2 separate regions of the Lactuca sativa genome follow, and region 2 is linked to region 1. Evidence: chromatin contacts called from public Hi-C data. All regions are on one chromosome and are shown on one strand. The core of a region is the stretch at or near the end of the contact, and the rest is flanking DNA. Distances in the headings are between cores, read along the strand shown.

What was found. A called contact is a pair of places that touch in the nucleus more often than the background predicts.
Region 2: a Hi-C map of leaf shows a contact between it and region 1, with 5 times the contacts expected there. The contact joins the promoter of LOC111906767 here to the promoter of LOC111891630 in region 1. A contact is called at or near these places in 2 of 4 Hi-C or Micro-C datasets (both in leaf).

What each region holds. Positions count from the first base shown.
Region 1 is chr9:40,151,219-40,155,919 of Lsat_Salinas_v11, forward strand. It overlaps LOC111891630 (protein ENDOPLASMIC RETICULUM-ARRESTED PEN3), which reads left to right and starts at 2,353. Exons shown (of 1, transcript XM_023887693.3): 1 at 2,353-4,240. The coding sequence starts at 2,551. The coding sequence ends at 3,957.
Region 2 is chr9:40,461,690-40,466,390 of Lsat_Salinas_v11, forward strand. LOC111906767 (sulfoquinovosyl transferase SQD2) reads left to right here and starts at 2,757. Exons shown (of 11, transcript XM_023902539.3): 1 at 2,757-3,455; 2 at 3,715-3,781; 3 at 4,149-4,219; 4 at 4,586-4,701. The coding sequence starts at 3,124.

The sequences.
Region 1 (4,701 bases), core at 1,103-3,602:
AAGTACGTACCAAATATAGTTATGGACTTAGACACTAATCCAACAGAATAACCTAACATATGTTATCGAGATATATCTAGCTTGCAAAGTCCTTCAATTTGCCTCCCAAAACATACTCCATGTAGATATATGCTTTGGGTTATTAGAAATAAAATATAAGTTATTTTTGAACAACATGCAACACATTAGCATTAAAAAGGGACTTAAGAGAATAGCTCAAGCCAAATTACAAAAATTAGTTTGAAATATGAGACATACACCAAACCGACCAAACAAAAAGACAAAATTTGGATCTATTCTTAACCCAATTAAAAATAGTAATGCTAATGTCATCCGCAAGAAGAATAACAACTTTCCTCTCATTCCAATACACTAAAGCATTCTGAGCCTTCCAAATTGTCCAGATGGTAGTATAAACGAGAGCTAAATGCAAATTTAAACATTTTTGTTACATGTGTTCGCCTTCAACAACTCCACCAGATTTAAACAGGATGAAGGAAGACCTTGCAACGAGGAGGACAAGCAAATTAACCAACTCCACAACTTTGAAGCATAGAAACATGCAAAGAAAACAGAATCAACGATCTCATCCAATAACTTGCAAAATAGGCATGATGTAGAAGAAACAACCATTCCTCTCTTAGAAAGATTGGTGAAAGTGGGAATTCTATCTTTACTCAATCTCCAAACAAAGCAATTGATTTTGATCGGAATACAGTTAACCCACTTAAAAGAGTTGCCGCTACTCTCCACTTCTATATCCAAGAGACGTCTCACTTGTTTCACATCAAACTCACCATTCTCTTCATTTTTCCATAGCCATTTATCTGAGCCTCCTGAAAATTACGTAAGCAAACTAATATGCATAAAATTGATTAGTTTCACGACCCCTACAAAGAGGTCTTGACCACTCCCAATTCCATTGAGTATCCATTTTACTCCCAAGAATAACCTGCTTAATGATCAAACAATCTTTATTAGAATCAATCACATAGATGTCAGGACATCTATCTTTCAACAAAGCATACAACACCATACATCCTTCCAAAATTGAGTTTTATCACCTATACCAACCTTTCTAATAAAAACGTTAGCCCAATTAATACCTCTATCTTCAAACTTTGATTCGATTTGAGAGATATGGAACCAACCACCTTTAAAAGATCTTTTAGCTAATGGTTTCACATCCACTAATTTAAGCTCGTGAATAGACTTGATGCAAGAGAACCAAAAAGAATCATAATCAAATTTAAGACCCCACTATCATTTTGAAAGAAAGGCTAAATTCGCCGCATGGAGACTCCCACTCAAAGACCCCCTTTCTCTTTAGGTTTGATAACTACCTCCTAAGCAACCCAATGAATTCTCCTTTTGTCTTCATCGCCTCCCCATAATAATCTTCCTCTAATATTTTCAAGAAAGTCAATTACTTTCTTAGGAGCCTAAACTAAAGAGAAATAGTAAAGAGGAAGGTTGTTAAGAACCTATTTAACAAGAGTAAGACGACCTCCAAAAGATAAGCATTTAGCTTTCCATTTAGACAATTCCATCTGAAATTTTTCAATAATTTGATTCCAATGCTTGGCTAATTTCATGTTGGCTCCCATCGGGAGCCCAAGATAAGTAAACGGAAAGGTGGCAGATTCACATTTCAAAATACTATCAAGTCTATCAATTTCCAAGTTGCTAACCCCCACATCAAAAACTTTATTTTTTTGTAAATTCACCTTCAAACCAGAGGCAAGATAAAAACACCGAAGCAACCTACTCAAATTAGCAAAGTTGATTTACTACCACTCAACAATAAAAGTGACGTGTTTGACATACATAAGGTGGGACAAAGATATATTACAATTCGGAAGGGATATACCTCTAAAATAATGGAGCTCACATGTCTTCTCCATAGAAATATGAAGCCCCTCCATAACAATAACAAAAAAAAAGGGAGCCAACAAATCACATTGTGTAACCCCTCTTTTAATGTTGAATTCTTTCGTGGGAGCACCATTAATTAACAATGAGTCTCTACTTAAGAAAAGACAGCCCCTTATCCATCTTCTACATTTACATCCAAGTTCTCTCGGTTCCATAAGCAAGTCTAAAAATCTGCTCAAAGAATCAAAGGATTTGTCAAAATTAACCTTGAAAATCAATGTTTTTTTCTTCAATCTCTTAGTGTTAGTCCATGAGTAAACTTCATTAAACAAAAGAGACTCGTCTAAAATGTTTCTACCTTCCGTATTAGTTGTATGTTCAACGCTTATAGTTTTATCAAGAACCATCTTAAACTCATTAGCAACCACCTTTCAAAGAGTCTTATACATACAACCCACAAGGTTCATCCATCTATATTGTATAACATACTTATTTATATAAAATGTTAAGGGTGGAAGTTATCGACAATGGCAATCTAGAGGGAGAAGTTGTACCAAGATAGCAAAAATATTGAGGCTAATTTCGTAAAAACGTACATGAGAGTCGGCCTAAAATAGCCTATGCTCCATAACCCAACTCCCAGAATCGGGAATCAGTAGCCGCCACTGAATTTAAATGGAGGACGGACTTTCCAATATTACCCTCACTGACCGCATCAAGCTAAACGTCGGCGGGAAGCTCTTCGAGACCACCATCTCCACCCTCCGTTCCGGCGGCCCAGATTCGCTCCTAGCTGCCCTCTCCAACCGCCAGGTACAGTCTTCAAATCCAGTGTTTATTGACCGAGATCCTGAGATATTCTCTGTCCTTCTATCCCTCCTCCGCACCAATCGCCTTCCGTCAACCTCCCGCCGGTTCACTGACCAAGAGCTCTCCGATGAAGCGTCATATTACGGTATCGAATCACAGCTCAAGTCCGCTATGCTTCCTAATCCACTTTCTGGTATCGATGCCTCTGTCATCGCCACAATACGACCTGCCTCCGACGGCGTGGTTTCCGCCTTTACAACCATCGATGATGGATCGGTATGGATAGCGCACGGCGGCCAGATCTCTGTCTATGATTGGAACTTAACGCACGCCGGTACTGTACGGACTCACCTTGACTCGATTACTTCAATTAGGCAAGTTACGCCTTCCGCAATGGCGGCCATAGCGTGCGATGTTGCTTCTGGTATTCATTTTTACAACTTCGCCAACGGTCGTCGAGTCGGCTCCGTGGAGTGGACCGATCCTACCGATCCGAGAATCTACAAAGCTAGAGTAACCGCCATCGCTGACTCGCCTGACTCGGTTTTCGCCGCCTTCGATTCACACCACAAGGAAAACTCCGTACTCGCGATCGACAAATCAACTCTCCAGGTGACATCAGAAATCGGTCGTCAATCCGGAAATTCATCGAAATCAATCGTTCCTGGAAACCTAACATACGTGAATGATCTCGGAATTCTCGCTGCCAACGCCGTAACATCCGGAGCTTTCGGTTTCTCCGGTTACATCCGTCTGTGGGATCCCCGATCCGCACGCGTGGTTTGGGAGACGAACGAGCCAGGTTCTGGACGAAGCAGCAGGTTTGGGGATTCCTTCGCTGACGTAAGCATCGATGTTAGCGAGGGTACTATGTGTAAAATTTGCTCCAAATCAGGCGACTTGGCCATGGCTGATTTGCGGAAATTGAGCGATGATCCATGGGTATACTTGAGAGATACCAATCCAAGTTTGAGAAACACCAGTGGAGGGATAAACAACAGTATAGTCCATTGTTACAGGAAGCAAGTCTTTGTTGGGAGAGATGGTGGACTAGAAGTATGGTCTAGAGTAGCACAAAACGGTGAAAACAACATGGAGATTGCTGAAGAATCATTCAGAAGAAATTACATGGATAAATTGGAAGATTCAGAGAGAGGAATAATCAAGAAAATTGAAGGAGGTGGTGAAAGGCTTTTTGTTAGCAGGGAAGAAGCCGAAGGGCTTGAGGTATGGCAAAGCTCTGTTTTCTCTGGTGCAGTTTTGGTTTCATGACACACGAAAAGGAAAACAATAACCTGAGACATGAAGAACACCATGCAATGTTAATGGTTGGAAATCATCTTTCTTATTGCCACCCATATTTGGACTCAGAGCAAACATGGTGCCAAGATTCAGTTTTGAGGTAGGCTTTCAAGTTTCAACTAGCGTTTATAGTATCTGTTTATGCATAATGACTTATTCCAAGCCTTCTGATTATTTGGTATACGTTCTGTTTATCGTAGATTACTGATATTATATCCTTTACATTAATAATAAGTTAATAACATTACAAATAGTTGATAAAATACATATATATATATATATATATATATATATATATATATATATATATATATATATATATATATATATATATATATATATATATATATATATATTTTGGCCCAATATCTTCAACTTCACTGCAAAGTGCGAACCCTATGTAAAGTTTTTGGCCCAAAGTCTTCAACTTTTTATTTTTCTTAAGACATTTTTTTTATCTGCAGTTATGGCTTTCCACATTTTCATGTAATGTATTGTATGGGCTCTTTTTATTGTAAATATTTTAGTGTTATATAATGACACATCGGAATTGTGAAGTTAGAACCTTATTTGGAAAAAAATATATTTTATTTTCAACATCGTGATGTTTGAATATAACGATCATTTATTAAAAAACAAGAGAATAATACTATATTTTTTTTGTTGGACGATACAAAACCAAAATAACTTGATTTTTTATTCCAAATGCATCAA
Region 2 (4,701 bases), core at 1,507-4,006, 310 kb after region 1:
TAGCGCCCAAGTTACGCTCGTATCTTCTGCATACAAGCTCTGTATTTTGACGTTCTTTATATCCTTGAATTTGTATCGACGAGTAATACAACTTTCCTTTAGACTTGGTCAACTAATTCACATTCTATTTCAAATTTACAAATTTGTACATATTTCGCCGCACCTAAAGAGTATGGACCAAGTTTCGCTCATATCTTTCGAATATGAGCTCCGTTCTCGATGTTTTCTCAACGGATTCGTAATTTCATAGATATCAAATTTTGTTTAGATAGTTTTGTCTAACGAGTGACCGATCTTTATTTCATACTTTGTGACACATACTACTATATTATGCCGTTATGAAAAATCAGAACTTTGTCATACGAAGTCAGATTTAGGCGTTCTTTTTATGAACAACCTAGTATTCATGAGGACTTCGACTTTCCTTTACTTTACTTTGGCTAAAAAGAAACCTATCTCTGGTTCACTTTATATGATGCACATTTTCGTATCGGGTTGAACACAAAATTTAGATAAATCATAATTTACTCATATGAAGTCAGATTTGGGCGTTATTTATATCCACATGCTCTTGGTTACGGCCTCTACGTCTTTCTGATTATTTATCCTGAATAATCTTTTATTTTTACACTTTATTTTATTGTTTAACGATAAATTTTATAATATGGTTTTCTACAAATATTATATAATCTTAATATTTGTTTAAATGACATGTATACGATAGATATTTATTAGCTCGTAACGCGTATGAAGAACAATTACTATATTCAAAAGTTTTAATTGTTCGATAAAATGTATAGTTATTATTATACCTTAAACATCTAACCCGAATTTGCGGGCGTTATAGATTTTGTAATGATTATTAATTAAAAGAGGGGGATTTTGGTTTGTTTTTGTAAAAATTTAAGTTTACAAAAAACAAGTAAAAGATGCAACATGGTAAGTAATGAATGATATGAATCAATAAATATGGGGTAATCAACATTGAAATTTCATCACATAAAAAATAAAAAATTAGCTAATTTATCGTTATGATTTATGGTGTAATACTTGTGACTTAATATAATTTTGTTATAGAAACTAAAACTTGAATCCTCTAGATTCTTTTGAATTGATATGGTGGCTAGAGAAGCTCTGAACATACATTTTTTTTTATCAAGGTCTTGAATAATATGAGCATTTGGTTCATAAGAATTGAGTAGATTTAATATATAAGAATCATCAAATCCAAAAAAAGTCAAAAACTTACAATACCATTTACATAATTAACATAACTTCATGGTGTTAACATGAAATGAAAACATCTGCAAAAACCATTTCCTACAAATTGTTTTGAAGATCTGTTGCTTATAAAAAACAACTAACTAATTAATTATCATATAAATATTTGAATGCTTGAATAAAAACATAAGAGAGACATAGAACTTTAAGAAGAAATTACATTCATGGATCTAGAACACTATTTCATAAAATATTCAAATTCAAGCTAATGTTTATGGATTACATCCAATTTTTATTAAAGGAGAACTTAGCCACTCATGATTTAGAAAGAAAAAAAGGAATTAGTGTACAAAACATAAATACTTAATATATATATATATATATATATATATATATATATATATATATATATATATATATATATATATATATATATATATATATATATATATATATATATATATATATATATATATATATATAAAGAGACTCCCAAAGCTCTAAGAAGTCTAAGAAAACCGTCATCAACAATCCCCCTACTGGTTTGTTTGAGATCCTTTAGAAATAACACCAACCATACCCCTTATTGTTCCTAGAAAAAAAAGATAAAAATACATTTTTTAAGCCACATAGATCGTGTGGGATAAAGGCATAAAACTCATGTAACCGTGTGAAGTTTTATTTTTTCCATCCATTAACTTGCATGCGGAGGTCCATTTCATCTTGATCTTTCTTGATTCCTTGTCCTCACATCCATATATCATTAAGATCAGAAATTTATCCCAAAAATATAGTCCAAAACACTTCAAAAGTAAACCTAAACATCATAAAGAGTCCATCATCACATCCCTTAGCCCAATTAATCATCAAGTCTTGTAGATACCCACCATTATCTCCATCAACTTCTCCAATTGTAGATACCCACCATTATCTCCATCAACTTCTCCAAGCTGAAATAAATTGTTCTAAGCCCGTAAGAATGTCACATCTCTCTCAATTGACATCCACTCTATTTGAGTCTTCTAAAAATCTACAATTTAAACATAGATACTTGAAAGCACCCGATATGGCTATAAAAGGATATACAATAAATTATGTATGATGGTTTAACTAAAAATGAATGAAAATATGCTAAATAAATTATGAAAAAGTAAATAAAACGCAACTACAAGGATCATAATTCTACAAATTATGTTTTGAATCTAATTAAAAACATTTGAAATGATTTAAATCAATTAAATCAAAAGAGAGGTGTTTCATTTTCTCTTCTCTCAACTTCTACCTTGTGCTTCTATATTTATATTTTATACCATATTGTATCAGATGAGAGAGATGGATTCGTATGTGTTGATGGTTGGGATGAATGGATGTAAGAAGAATGAGAACAGTTGATGTGGCATCTATGTGTTAAGTGGGTTTTTTGATTTTTTTACCTATTATTGCTAATAGAGCCAAATGCACAAAATAAAGAAATAATTGTTTTTAATTTGTAAAAAGAATATTTTGTTTCAAAATGAGTGAAGCCCGATATCGTCAACTCTTCTATCTCTCCGCCCCTTTCCGTTTGTTCCGCTTGGCTTGGTTCGGATTGCACACGATAAGAAAACACACACATACACACATGTGTCATCATCGATCGCAATGGCAACCCGTCGTGTATGGGATTGATTGATAGTTCATACATAGCTCCATCTTCATATGGGGCCATAGCCCTTAGCAATAGCAGCTGCAACAGCATATGCTGTTTCTAAACCTTCCAACTTATTATTCGCCCAATCTCTCCATCACTACCGATAGGAATATCCCTTCATCCATTCCAGATAAATTCTCTTTGATTCCTTTCCAATTCGCCCAAATAAAACCCCCAATTTGTCTACTCACTAGTTACTACTCGCCACCATCATGCCAACATATTCGCTCTCGTTACACCCTTCTCTTTCTCTTCCATCCTCCTCTGCATCTTCTTCCTCATCTTGTTCTTCCATTGTTACTACTTCAAGAATTTCATGTTTCAATACCTTTGAAACGAAACCCATCTGCTTTAGCCCCTTCAAGAATCGGTCTTTTCATTATAAACGACAAACAAGAACACCGATTATAGTTTCTTCAGCTAATAAAGGTACAATTGAAGAGTTGAGAAAAGATGATGAAGAGGGTCCTCCTTCTCAGGTTGAATCGGAGATTAGTTCTAAACCTAGGCGTATTGCTCTCTTTGTTGAGCCCTCTCCGTTTGCGTGAGTCTCTCTAAAATTTTACAAATATTGATATTTCCAATTTGGGTTTTTGGTTTCTTGAACTGATTAATTTTGATTAATGTACTCTGCTTTGATTGTTACTTGATAAAATGGTGAAACTGTAAATGTGGATAACCCGATCATATTTGTAGATGCCAATTTCTCTTATTGTTTTGATTTTTCCTATATATCAAATTCATTCTGTATTTCATCTCTTAATGGATATATTGTCAAGCTATTTAATCTCTTTGGATTGCAGGTATGTTTCAGGGTACAAGAATCGATTCCAAAACTTTATTAGATATCTCCGTGAAATGGGGGATGAGGTAAGATGTAGATCATGAAATTATGTTGTTTGTTACATTTCAATGCTAAGAATACAAATCATCAAAATATCAAAATCCTTGCTTTCTATGGAGTTGAGTGTAACTTTAAAACTTTATTTGATTGAGGTCAATTTCTTTCTTTTTCACGAAAATCCTGTGCAACTTTTTTGTTAGGTATTCAGTTAGGCCCAGTTTGTTACACGAAAATTACAATTTTTCAGTGTGACAAATGCAACCTTAGTTGAATATTTGAGTAACATGATGTAATTAATATGTATTCTATAAGTAAAGAAAAATATCGACCATCTTTCAAAAGTATATATATGCTTTGAATCAATTAGTAAACTTATATAATTCACTTGTATAGGTGATGGTTGTAACTACTCATGAAGGGGTGCCTCAAGAGTTCTATGGAGCCAAATTGGTTGGCTCTAAAAGGTTGACTCCCTTCAATTTTTTATTTTATTTTATTTTTTTATTTGTTAGAATTCATGGTTAATTTAGGCTAAAGGTAGGAACTTTATCACTTAAGAACACATTTAATACTTTATTTACCATTAAAAAGATGTCTAAAATGCCCTTCAAGAATCGATAAATGAAAACTTTTGCAATGTTCAATGACCCCGTTTCTTTCTTATTTTCATTACATGCTATTGGGATAAAGTACTATTCGAATAAATAATGTTTAAACCTATTTGAGAAAGCTTCATTTCTATGACTTTCTATATTAAGACATTCTTTCTGTATTAAGTCAAATACAAATAGAAACGCCCATTAACTATATCTTGATTCTTTCTCATTTAGCTTCCCTTGCCCATGGTATCAAAATGTGCCACTTTCTCTTGCATTGAGCCCAAGAATAATCAATGAGGTTAAACAATTTAAACCGGATATCATCCATGCATCCTCCCCGGGTATTA